Regions from separate parts of the Bombyx mori genome. Here region 1 is linked to region 2. Evidence: chromatin contacts called from public Hi-C data. All regions are on one chromosome and are shown on one strand. Each heading gives the region's core, a stretch centred on a gene start, on an enhancer-like site or on the middle of the called end of the contact. The rest is flanking DNA. Distances are from core to core; before and after follow the strand shown.

Evidence for each region. A called contact is a pair of places that touch in the nucleus more often than the background predicts.
Region 1: a Hi-C map of middle silk gland shows a contact between it and region 2, with 1.8 times the contacts expected there. The contact joins two enhancer-like sites. A contact is called at or near these places in 3 of 7 Hi-C or Micro-C datasets (middle silk gland and whole pupa).

The regions. Positions count from the first base shown.
Region 1 is chr13:10,525,551-10,528,250 of ASM3026992v2, forward strand. No RefSeq gene overlaps it. Among protein-coding and RNA genes, the nearest start is that of LOC134199995, 5.5 kb to the left of the region's middle. Within about 2 kb of position 1,386, at least 8 of the 8 cell types and tissues checked have open chromatin away from gene starts, as enhancers often do.
Region 2 is chr13:10,470,066-10,472,765 of ASM3026992v2, forward strand. No RefSeq gene overlaps it. Among protein-coding and RNA genes, the nearest start is that of BmEts2, 16 kb to the left of the region's middle. Within about 2 kb of position 1,381, at least 2 of the 8 cell types and tissues checked have open chromatin away from gene starts, as enhancers often do.

The DNA.
Region 1 (2,700 bases), core at 136-2,635, 55 kb after region 2:
TCCGCACGGGTAGGTACCAACACCCTGCTTATTTCTGCCGCGAAGCAGTAATGCGTTTCGGTTTGAAGGGTGGGGCAGCCGTCGGTACTATACTAATACTATATACTGAGACCTTAGAACTCATTTCTCAAGCTGGGTGGCGGCATTTACATTGTAAATATCTATGGGCTCCGGTAACCACTTAACACCAGAGGGACTGTGAGGCCACCTATCTATGCAATAAAAAATAAATAAATAAAACTACTGCTAATAATGTACAATAATTAACCGTTCAAGGGTGATGCACCGTCCAGATTCACTATCAATTGAGGTCAACGATAGCAGAATTATTACTGTATTGTCACAAGCAGAACCTAGCAATTGTGCGTATCATTTACAATACATACCATTGCTAAGTGCTTCTGTTCGTAAGACTGGGCTGTGTTTAGAGGCCGCAACGAGCTGGTAGCAACCTTATTTTGCCGAATCAGTAAATGGTTCGGAAGGCGCATCATAAAAAAAAATTGTTTAGAATTTGAGAGTGTTTATCGGACTGGAAACTTATTTCAATATAATGAATTAAAAAGTGTTGAGTGCTGCAACGTAATTTATCAGTTTTTACTTTTAATTATAGCCCTTATATTCAAATCTGTAGAGATATTTAATAAGCTATAAAATATCCAATGTATGTAACTAATGTAATAAATAAATAGTAATCACGCGTCAGCTGTAACTAACGAAGACAGTTAAACGTATCTAGTAGTTTATTATCGTATGGTTACCCTCCACTTCTTGTAACGTCAGAGAATATGAACACAATGTAGTATGTACACACGTGTGCCGTCGATCAAGACAAGTGCACTGACATACAACGGTTCAATTCTCGGAATCGGGTTAATTCTGTGTGTGACGTCAGCGACCGCCGCGCCGAGCCGAGCGCGCTTCCTCGTCGGATGGAATACGACTCGAGAGTAATTAATAGCTGAATTCGTTTAGTTCCTGACTTGACGGTTGACTGTTTCAAAATGAATAATAGTAGTTGTCTCGGTGTTTCGTGCTTGTGGACGTAACTGACGTCGTTTCCGTCTTTTTTTGTGAATATTTAAGTTCACGAACTTAACTATGATCATAATTGATTCAAAGTTCATAAACAATAGATGTTAATTTCGTTCGGGTGTTTTATTGATTGTTTATATTCTTGAATTACATATATTGAGTTTACTGACTGACGAATCTAATATATTCCATTCTGATTTATCAGTTTTATTAAGCATACCTACATTTTTACTTAAATAATTGCGTGATAATATTCTTTAAACATTAAAATGTTTTGCATTGTTATTGAAAGAGCTCCTTTCATTGTATACGTCGACAGATGTTGCAATAATTTGGGTCGGCACGAGTACGCGCAGCGGGATGTCCGATGTATGTACTCATTACTTGGCGCAAGTCAATGCGCTTTGGGCGATGGGACTATTTCCCCTTTTCAAATAATGATTTACTTACTACAGTTTACTTGTTCCATTTATTATAAGCGGACTATTAAGACAAAATCATTAATAACATAATAATTTACTAATATTGTACCCCCCTCCTGGCTGAGCCTTTGCTCGCCCACCTGTCTAAAAACTAGTTATTAATCTTTATTCTTTATTCTAAAAAAACTAGTCTTTTTCTAACACAGCGTTGGAGTTCAGAGCATATAAAACTATAAAATATATAATCTAATGTTTTTATTAGATTCACTCATACTCACACTCTCACCAATAATCGATTACAAAAAAATTAAAAGATCCAACTTTCTCTGATTGGAACCACATGACGTCGTTGAACGACAAAATAAATTAAAAAACAATCAACAGATCATTTAGAAACAACAAAAAAAAACCTTTTAAGGCTCACTGCAACCGAGACATTTGCTCCTGAACGAACTTCAAAGCCGAGAACCAGTCACGTGTGTATATTACAGTAACGACACATTTCTAAACTCAAATTTCATAAGGGCGTAAACGTTAAAGTTTTGGTTTACGTTTTGAAAGGTGGAAGATACCCGTTGCGTGGGAAAGCTCTCTGAGGTCAGGTGGCACCGGCAGCACATGTGGTACACTCCTGTTCGAATGTTTTAAAAATGTTTATCGATATACAAATATAGGTGACGAACTAAGATTAGGGCGCTGCGTCGCGGGGGAGTACAAGCTGGCCTGGTGGTCTCTTAACAATAACATACCGTTATCTTAGTTAGTTATGACGAACGTTTACGACAGTGCACTGGGGAATCAACATGTGGTGTTAATGAAATAACCGCAGAATAAAATCCTCATAGATTGAGCTCTCCTGCACGGAGTAGTTGATTGCGCTCTGAAATTTTATGTTGTTTGTTTTTTATTTAAATATAATACACAGTATCAAAGTTAAACCTCATATTTGAGTCGTCTATTATCAAAGGTGGCAATCTGTGCATTTGGACAAAAAAATGTTATTGATATGTCAATACAGATTGATTTGAATATAATCGTCTCCTTCAAAGAATACGGTTCAAAACCTGCATTAAATAAAGGTTAATAATTAACCTGTAATTTATCTAAGATGTGGTTCAGAAGAGTTTTGTGACTGCCAATGGAATACAAAGTCAATAATTCGTTTTTCTGATTTACCAATAATTGTCCAAAAGTCACATTGCCGGCTTTAATAATAGTCGACTCATTTATCGTTTTCAAATTA
Region 2 (2,700 bases), core at 131-2,630:
GAAGAAATCAAATTAACCTTGGTCTCGTCAGAGAAAAGTACATGTTGCCATTGGGTGTAGGTCCAATGTCCATATTTACGTGCAAATGCCAAACGAGCATTTCTATGTTCTTTCTTCAACAACGGTCCTTTGCGAGCCACTCTTCCGAACAACCCTGCTTCTACCAAACGTCGTCGAACGGTTCTCGCAGATACACCGGCTCTTTCGTTTGCCCCAAACACTTCGTGTTTAATTAAAATAGAGCCTAGAAACGGATCTTTCTTAGCTAACCTGGTTATCATTCTATCTTCTTGCGGAGTCGTTTTTCTCGATCTTTTTGTTCTGAACACATTTAAAGCTGTGTTATAGCGCTTGAAATGTTGCACTGCATTGCATACCATAGTTTTTAAACAATTTAAATGTTGTGCTATCCTTCGGTATGACCAACCACGCTCGACAAACTTCATGATAATTTTTCGTAGTGTTGGATCGCAACTTTTATTTTGCCCATTTTTCTTCAAAATAATTCTCAAAACTTAAAATAAAAAATCTGGATTGCCGCCAAAACGACCACTAAACAATAAGAAAAGAAACAAAAAAGTATTAAAATTCCAATTATGAAATTAGAACGCAATACCTCAGTGTCCCTAATTAAATGGCCAGCCAGCATTCTTTGAACCAGTAGCACTATGATAATGTATCAGCTATACTGTAAAGAGGTTTAATGTTTAAGAAGTTGTTATTGTTTGTATAATCGCGCACATAAATGACTAATTACACTTACATGTAAAAGATATTGAATATTGCTAAGACTCGTTGGAAAATAAAAAAAAAATTCACAATTTGGCTTAACTAGAGATCGTCCCTAATTAGTTGACCACGACTGTATATATTCATATGTGTACTAGTGGTCGAATTGAGATTATCACATCGAAATAATAGGTAAGTAGAATACAACCTTTTTAAACTTGGTAAAAGCTTGTTTATTATTGTTATTAATTCCTTTGGAATAAACATTTACTAACTACATTGTTAATTAGTAATTATAGTAATGTAGTGTAATAAATTATACCTAAGTAGAAAACGTATGTATTAAGTTTTATATGTACACTAGCTGTACTCGCCCGCTTCGCTGGGCATTTAAAATTAACATTATTATTTATTGTCATTATTATTAGGGAGTCCGACACTCATATAAATATTAGCCTATCCATTAAGTACATGTATTTTCTACATGAATACCAAGTTTCAAGTCAATCGGATGCATGGTTCAGTAGTTATAACGGTACATCCGTAAAAACCACTGTAGATTTATATATTAGTATAGGTACACACATACGAGTAGAGCGCCACATCTCGATTCAAGACAAACCGAGATGGTATAAAGCAGGAAGTGAAGTAGGAAAACGTAACGTCATCCAAGGTCGACACACGGCGAGTTTCATCCACCACTCACGCTCGCCATTCTCAGCAATGTCGCTTGTCAATTATCTATTGTTTTTCGATTTGAAACGATTTGGTGTATATTTGTGCTCTTTTTGAGTTTTGTGAATATTGATGTTTTCTGACGTAAACGTTTCATTACCCGTGTATTTTATTCTAAGTAATTTTTATTTATTTATTTATTTATTTATGTACACACAGAAAACAAGACACAGTACAGAGTAATAGGAAATTTATGTACAAAGGCACTGTTTATTTCTTTGAGAAATCTCTTCCAGCAGACCTGCGAGAGGATAATGAGAATAATAATAAAAAGTGATGAGTTTGTGTAGAACAAATAACACATAACTAAAATAATAAATACAACATGAGAATTATAGCACATACACATAGCAAATATTATAAGTAACACAGTAACACTCGTATATGCGAAGAGTATAGAACCATGATCATTCGGTTCGGTTACTTTAACGCAAACACCTTTTCGGGAATAAACCATCCCGCAACCCACGGATTTCTAATTTAAACTAAATGCCTATTTATATCTAAGACAATAATTTTAATTTACTTTGAAACCATTAGTAGATGTAAATATTTTTTTTCAATAAACTTTTACCAGATCATTACAAAAATATATAGCTTACAATAAGAGTTATGAGCCCTTGCTCGGTTTTAGTAGGTATTATCCGGTCTAGCAATGGATAAACAAACTACTAACACTGTTCCTATAAAAAACACGCCAATAAAATGCGCCAATAAAAAAAAACTAGCGATCACTTTTATTCTTACCAAACTGAAGGCAGCGTTTGTGGTACACAATGGATATGAATTTCGTTCAGCTTAAATATTAACTTCCTAACAATGAGAAACATTATATTCACAAGCACAGAGCTTCTTCACTTCCGAACAAAAGAGTGTAAAAGAAACGAAATAAGTGGTAAACAGCCGTTCTTTTACTGGAAGATGAAATAGATGTGTGGCTCAGTTGTGGCGCATCTCAGAATTTGAATGATCGTGATTTTTTTCATTCATTTACGGAATTAAAAGTTAGATCTTAAGAAAAGATCTTGCATTAATTTAATTTTATATTTATTTCTAATTGAAAGTTCACTCTTAACAATATATTTTTCATTCATGACGTCTTGAATCAATAATTTAATAGTATAAAACAATAATTTTGTTGTTTACGCTTATTATAATATTTATCCATTTCACTGGTCCAGCAAATTTTGCTGCCGCAAGTCACAAAGCGCCGTTCGGTTTTTCGGAGAAAATGAA